Linked DNA regions of Mus musculus: region 1 is linked to region 2. A link is a contact called in public HiChIP or PLAC-seq data. All regions are on one chromosome and are shown on one strand. The core of a region is the stretch at or near the end of the contact, and the rest is flanking DNA. Distances in the headings are between cores, read along the strand shown.

What was found. HiChIP or PLAC-seq counts read pairs in DNA pulled down with a chosen protein or histone mark.
Region 1: an H3K4me3 HiChIP or PLAC-seq map of bone marrow-derived macrophages shows a contact between it and region 2, with 6 times the contacts expected there. The contact joins two enhancer-like sites. A contact is called at or near these places in 1 of 15 datasets of contacts at CTCF or cohesin (the NIH/3T3 cell line), 13 of 484 Hi-C or Micro-C datasets (DN3 thymocytes, adipose-derived mesenchymal stem cells, bone marrow-derived macrophages and 10 more) and 2 of 115 datasets of contacts at active chromatin or transcription factors (bone marrow-derived macrophages and embryonic stem cells).

What each region holds. Positions count from the first base shown.
Region 1 is chr5:64,027,943-64,031,676 of GRCm38.p6, forward strand. No RefSeq gene overlaps it. Among named protein-coding and RNA genes, the nearest start is that of 5830416I19Rik, 15 kb to the right of the region's middle. Within about 2 kb of position 1,974, at least 126 of the 459 cell types and tissues checked have an H3K27ac peak or open chromatin away from gene starts, as enhancers often do. A contact at or near this core is called in bone marrow-derived macrophages and muscle stem cells, where this site is marked.
Region 2 is chr5:63,903,977-63,907,944 of GRCm38.p6, forward strand. It overlaps a transcript of Rell1 not described here. Among named protein-coding and RNA genes, the nearest start is that of Rell1, 63 kb to the right of the region's middle. Within about 2 kb of position 2,690, at least 19 of the 459 cell types and tissues checked have an H3K27ac peak or open chromatin away from gene starts, as enhancers often do. A contact at or near this core is called in bone marrow-derived macrophages and muscle stem cells, where this site is marked.

The DNA of each region.
Region 1 (3,734 bases), core at 724-3,223, 120 kb after region 2:
TGCTGACAAGCAGAGCACCGGAGCTCCTATTGCAAAAGCAAGATGCATGTGGTTTCCAACGCACTGTTTCTCCCCTTCTTCTTCCTTTTGGCTCTGAATTGTTTGTTCAAAACAGGCAGTTTGTTATCCATCCAATAGCCAGGCACCCACCTCATCCCTGACAACATTCACCAGTGGAGAGCTATCCATTGCAGAAAGTGGGCATTTATTCCTGTCATAGGTGATTAGCCATGTCTGCTCTAAATGAGGTCTATCCCTCCTGCAGCCTCTAGCTACATTCCAGAATAGCTATTCCACGAATGTTGCACAACACATTTTGACACTGCAGCATCATGTCTCCGTGACAAGAGGTTGGGTACTTTGGAACTTTTGATAGTGTTGGGTGAGAGGTATACATAGGAGCCTGTTCTAGCCAAAGAGATACCTACAGGGGAAAGTTGGATGGGGGGGGGGGTGGTTCTCTTCTTAAAGACATAGAACTCCAGAGAGATAAAGACGACACTGAGACTAGGTGGTCTGTGCTTGTTTCCATGTTAATAAAGCATCGATAAGATTCCTGTACATTTAGAACGACAGCAATTGACATAAACATACTGTTTCATGTTTATTGGAGGGGGAGGGGCAGAATTATTTGAGGACATGTGTGTTACTTTTTCTCACTGTGACCAAATACCTGAGAAGAAGCATGCAAGAGATGGAAAACTTACTTGAGCTTATGGTTTAGGGTATAAACCATGGAGGCAAAGAAAGGACAACAGCAGGTAGGTGGGCACATTTCAGCAATTGCCAAGAAGCAAAGAGAGACACATCCTGGTACTCAGCCCACTTTCTCCCTTCTATTCAACCAAGAACCTCAGTCCTTAGAATGGTGGTACCCACGTTTAAGGTGGATCCTCCCACCTCAATTAAACCAGTCTAGAAACGTCCTCACAGATGTTTGATCCTAGATGATCCTAGATCCCATCAAGTTAGCAATCAATGTTAACCATCACTGCATGTTAGACAAAGTAATGGCTTTCCAAGGCTGAGGTGTGGCTCAGTGATAAAGCCCATACTGTAGATGGATGAGACTCTGGATTTGATTCCCAGCACTGCAAGAATGAGGATGCGGGGGAAGGCACCTCTACATTGTTGACATTTCAATGCTAGCAGGTTAGATTAAAATTGTTAACTAGTTATTTCCCAACAGAACACTTGTTTTCTTAGACGATTTGGAGGTGCTCAGTGTACTCACAGGACTCTCTACATGTAGAATAGAGAGGTAGACAAGACAGAATGATCAATTTTGAGACACAGCCCTGACTGCCATTACTGACACTAAATCTGGAAAGGGACCATCAACTCTGGAGATGCAGTAGCTGCAGGGAAGCTGGAAGAGGCAGGCAAACCCTGCTAATACCTTAATTTTGCCCCAGTGAGACCTGTTTTGTATGTCTGGCTTGAGGATACTGTGTCATTGGAAGCCTCTGACTTATTGATAATTTGTCATAGCAGCAGCAGAGAGCTAATAGAGGGGCAAGAAGGGTGAGGTGACAGGGTCTTGTCCTGCACCCAGACATACTTCTTTGTTGGTACAGATGCCACCTGGCCCTCGGGAAGTTTAAAAGCTCCCTCATGTTCTCATGTGAGGTGAAATTCTGAAGCCATCATCCTTGAAGGAGATATAGTGCCCTAGTGGTGAGTGGTGTCGCCATAGTCAGTTTTCCTTTCTGAAGTAGCTGCTTGATCATTGGATGCCCCTGGCTTGCCCAGTTGAGTCACCTAGAAATCATCTAGAACACACCTACACTGGGCTACAGCCTCCTAACTACTGATCCTCTAGGTACGGGGTTGGGCTGGGACAGAAGTTGAAAGCTTCCTACATGGTTTTAGTGTTTGATCAGGGTGGAAAGCCCCTGTGTCAGGAAAACAGTGGAGGCCTCAGGAGGCTGTGTCGTTCTGAAAATTCAGATACCGTCACTAATGCAGAGCAAAGGAGGTTTGCAGAGCACAGCCTAATGCGGCCAGCTGTCCCCAACAGGAAATGTTTACACACGTTTACAGAACTTCTCTAACAACGTTGAGCAAGAGCCAGCTGTTTTTTTTTTTTTTGAAAGAACAGCTCAGGAACACTAGAACCTAGGACTCACAAGAAGAAAGATTTGAAAGCACTTCAGAAGAGTGGAATGTAAATGTAGACTTGAGGGGCTAGGTGGGAATACTGTTCTTAAGGGCTAACCATTCACAGAGGTCACAATGGCATGTGCTTAGTGGGACATTCTCCACAGATTTTTTATTGCAAAGGGGGTGGTGTTAGCATTTCTTTTTATCGCATTCTTATTTTTTATTATCGAGTGTCCCTGTGTGCAGATAGGGAAGGATGCTCATGCCAGGGCATTTGTGTGGTTAGAGGACAACTCTGTTAAATCTGTTCCTGCCTTTCACCTCCTCATGGGTTCTGGGGATCAAACTGAAGCCACTAGGCATGCCAAGCAAGTGCCTTTAGGGCTGAGCCAACCCACTCGTCCTATAAATAGAATTTTGATGGGAACTTCTGGTAGTTGCTACCTTAATCTACTGATCACATTCAGTGTTAGTCACAGTGGAACACCCTGCCCTTATGTGAGTCCTGATAAGATCCAATGTGAAGTTGACAAATTCACCAGTGAAATGTTCTTTCTCAGATCTCCAGACTTAACTTCCAAGAGAAGAGAAATTACCTGGACAGAGGAGCAAGATAGTGGAACCATGAGAGAACAATCAGGTGAGTCACAGCTGGCATGGTCTCTTCAAAGAGATACTACTGCTCTTAATTTCAGCATAAAAATGAAGATGCATAACCAGATATGATCGCTTAGTGGGATCCTAGCTTGGCTTTTATATAGAAGGAAAGAAGAAAAGAAATGCCTGTCTGTTGGGAGCCGCCCCCACATTCGCCGTCACAAGATGGCGCTGACATCCTGTGTTCTAAGTGGTAAACAAATAATCTGCGCATGAGCCAAGGGTATTTTATGACTACTTGTACTCTACCTTTCCCGTGAACGTCAGCTCGGCCATGGGCTGCAGCCAATCAGGGAGTGATGCGTCCTAGGCGAAATATAACTCTCCTAAAGAGGGAAGGGGTTTCCGCCATTCTCTCTCGCTGGCATCTCTCTGGCTCTGCGCGCCCTGCGCTCGCTCGCTGCCTAAAGATGTAAACAATAGAACACGCTCTGCGCTTTGGCGCGCCGGAGCTCTGGCTCCTAAAAATATTGAAGGGGCTTTCGTTTTTGGGGCTGGGCGCTGGGCGCTTGCCCTCCTGGCTCCCAAAGATGTAAGCAATAAAGTTTTGCCGCAGAAGATTCTGGTCTGTTGCGTCTTTCCTGGCCGGGCGTGAGAACGCGTCTAATAACAATTGGTGCTGAAATCCGGGACGAGAAATTCCGGGACGAGAAAAAACTCGGGACTGGCGCAGGGAAGATCCCTCATTCCAGAACCAGAACTGCGGGTCGCGGTAATAAAGGTTCCCGTAAAGCAGACTGTTAAGAAGGATTCAACTGTATGAATTCAGAACTTTTCAGCTGGGGAACGAGAGTACCAGTGAGTACAGCTTTACGAGGTAAGTCTGATCTTGAACTTTCTAAGGAAATTCAAGACAGTCTATCAGAAGTAAAGTGGAATATGTTTGGCCTTGAATTTTTTCTGGTGTTAGGAGCCCTTTTGTTCCTTTTCACATGTTATCAAGTGATTAAGATAGGGCTGAAAATTCTAGAGGA
Region 2 (3,968 bases), core at 1,440-3,939:
AATCACTTCCAGGCATTTGGGAATAGTTAATATGAAACTAAGCTAAAATGTAACCTAAAGGCCAGAAAACAGGGAAAGAATTTCACTTATTTCCCTTATCAAAAACTGCACATTCCAGACTGCTAATTAGAGTGCTTAGTTAGAACCTTGCTACTTTGTGCTTGTGACTCTTCCAGAGGAAGAGTCCCCACATCCCAAGACCCACATCCCAGGACTCACATTGGGCCACTCATGACCAATGTAACTACAGCTGCATGGTGTCTGCCTCCATCTTCTGGCTTCCAGCTTTCCCAGACACATGCTCACATACATGGCAGACACACAGGTTCTAACTAAGTACTCTAATTGGCAGTCTGGCACATGTATATGGCAGATGCATAGACACATCCATAAACATAAACTAAAATAAATCTAAAACAAAAAAGGAGAATCCTGATGCTTTGAAAGCAAAATGATATGAGGAATGTATGATAGAATAACAACGTAACAGCGGGGCATATGGTACATTTCCATAATCCCAGCCCTCCAGAGGATGAGGCAGGAAGGTTTTGAGTTCAAGTCTAGCCTGGGTTATATAATGATTCATTGTCTCAAATGCAAGGAAGCAAGCAAGGAAGGAAGGACAGATGGACAGGAGGGAGGGAAAAAGAAAAGTCTGGGGAGATCGCTTGAATGGTCAAGTGTTTTCCTTGCATGTGCAAAACCCTAGGTTCCATTCCAAGTTCTTCTTGTCTAAAACAATGACTGAAGAGCAGCCAAAGGCTTAAACTATGAATTTGCAAATCCAGACTCATAAAGGTTTTCATGACATTAGCCATAAACCAAGTGACAATCTAGTAAAAATGGATGTCATATTTAAACCATAAATTATTTATTTATGGCTTACTTATTTATAGCAAGATGAAATAACTATATACACACTACTTCAAAAGTAATTTGCTGGGAGAGATGGCTATTGGTTGAATTATGGACTGAAATCCTCTCCATCAATTGTGTCTGCAAGCAAATCCTGCCTGGGCGTACTGAGACCCATTGCTCCAGTCACATCCATGTGTAAAGCAGAGGCGATGGCCAGGACTCCCTCTGCACCACAAGACAACACTAAGACATACAGTGCTGCTCACCTGCCCAGCTCCTGGCAAACCATCACAATTAGCTGTCTTCTGGTCACTTGGCTGAGGTCACTGGCTCACTTTCACAAGTCACATTCAACATCTTAGAAACTAAGTCTTAACTGCTACACACCAAAGCTCTCCAAACCACTTCTGATTACACCCATCTCTAAAGTGATAAAGTGACCCTTTCCCACTTACATCATCAATTATCACCCATCATTAAAATTACAATACAGAGGCACTTATCTGGAACAAACTTTATCCCCTTTATTTCATCCCATACTGACCGGTGCACACACAGGAGTTGACCCCACTTAGACTTTTAGGTCACATCACCCTTAAAGTGAGTAGCTCATATTAAGGTGACTCTTTCTTTTAGCGTTCCTTCTTCACAAGGTAATCATGTTGAGGGCCCGTGGGATCTTAAAGGGTCATTAGGCTGTGGAGGCTCCACTCTCAAGAACAAACTGTTTATTTCTCAAGTAACAGCATCAGGTCTCAAGACAGAATTAAGGAGTGAGTTGTGTCTTGTGGGGTTGCATTGGTTACCCTGAGAGCGGTTTTTCCTCTTCTCTGAGTCTTCCTTGGCCCGTCTCACAAACCCTCCTGCTACAGTGATGGTGCACCTGCCATTGTCCAGTGAACATCAAGGGCTTTATTAAATGTGGCTGCTAAGCTCAGACTTTTCAACCTCCCAAACTTGGGAGCAGTTAAGCCTTTTATCCTTTGAAACCATTCGACCCCAGGTATTTTGTTTATAGCCATACAAAACAGTGGCACCAATACCCACTAAAACAGCAGTGCCTTCTGGGAGTTTACGGGCAGGCTATGGCACGCATCACGATTTTGTGTGAATTTTCTACTCCTTAAAAAAGCACAAAGGGATCCCTACAGCAAGCTGGGTAGCTAGACTAATTAAATCAGTGGTGCCTGGGTTTAGTTAGAGAACCCAATGAAGTAAAGAGAAATTTAAGACACTCAGTATTAACATATGCATGCCCACACACATGAGAATGTACAACACACAGGCATGTCACACACACACACACACACACACACACACACACACACACCACATCCACATGCAAAAGTAAACCAACAAGCAAATCCACTGTGCAAACGATGGCTCGGGAAAATGCTAAGCCTCAAAGAAGCCAAGAGCCTGGTTCCCAGCATACAGCGTGAGTGGCAGAGGTAAGGCTCAGCTCTACATCGAAGGTCAAGCTATCTCTCTGAGTCCCAATTGCTTAGTCACACCATTTCTATGACAGCATTTAGGGCCTGAGGTTCTCTCCACAGTCATTCCTGCCTTCATCTGTGTTCACAGGCACTGTCTGGCCTCAGACAGTGAGGAAGCGTTTGAAGGGAAAAACAAGATAGATTGACAGGGTCAGAAAAAAAATGATCAGGAAAAAAAAACCAAACTCGCTCCTTTACTCCCATTAGCTAGCTAGTGATATCCTTTATTTTTAAAGGTTTATTCATTCTGCCAACACATCACGGGGGCTCTGCACACCAGTACACACAAATGGCCGGATCATGCCCCACTGCAGTTCCTACATCCAACCAGAAGAGGGGGCCAAAGTGCTATCTCTGTGTAAGGTGGATGCTCAGCGTCAAACACTTGGCTACAAAGCTCCAAGTTGCGGGGACCCCATTTGTAAGTCCCCTAACCTTCACTTTTTCAACTGTAAGTTTTGGATAGCGCAAGGCTGGCCAGCAAGACAAACTTGAGAAGGAATTGCAGAAGTGTGCAAAACCATAAACAGTGCCCCACCCCCAAAACCATAGATCCTCCAGGAGCCCAGATACAGAGAGCACTGACCAGGGGATCCAGACTGGCCATGATTTGCCACATTCCCAACCCTGACAGTGCCTGTGAACACAGATGAAGGCGGGAATGACTGTGGAGAGAACCTCAGGCCCTAAATGTGCATGCCTGCATTGAAAACGTTCTTATATAGTAAGAGTGGTGTTTCCTACAAAGTTGAAAATAACATAAGGTTAAAATGAATGGAACAAGTACGGAGTCAGAGGTACCGTGTGGACTTGGACTCTTAGCACACAGAAACACAAAGATGTGTATACTATATGGATTACTATACAGAGGGCAGAGGCTGCGACACCCAGTATCAATGAGCACAGCTTGTGTCCTTATTTTAAAAAATACCATTCTCTAGCAAAATGACTTAGGGCTCCTTAGATTCGCAGTTGGTCCTAAGGATGGGATGTTGAGGTTTGGTCTGTTGCTATGAATTGTAATGCTAAGTGTGAGGGGAGCAAGACTTGGTTGTCCCAGAGAGTCCCCACATAGATTCAAGTTATTTCTGATTAGTGAATAAAGATGCCTACAGCCTATAGCTGGGCAAAATTGAGATAGGTGGGGGCTTAGTGTTCCCGGCAGCATTGGAGTTGGAGATGATCACAAGGGGAGAGAGAAAGGTGGAGAGGGGAGTAAGATGCCCTGGGTTAGGAGTCAAGAAAGCACAGCCCTGAGGGCTGGCCAACTGGAGTTAAGAGCAGCCCATGTGAAACAGTAATAACTCAGGGTTATCAACAGGAAATATATTTTAACAGCATAGAAGGTAGATATTTGCCCAGCTGTGCTGTTTAAGGCTTGTAAATATAAAGGTTCCCTGTGTCTTTTATCTAGGAAAAAAAAATGGTCAAAGTCAGGGTAGAAACCTCAAATTGAGATTAAATATTTTCTACAACACTGGGGCAAGGAACAAGAAAACAAGAAGAGCCTGGGGCACCGTCTGGGCCAGAACGTAGTAAGGGGCTAGAAATAGGCGAGACAGAGGAGCGTGGGGGAAGTGGGGAGAGAGAGCACCGTGCCAAAGGCATCAATCT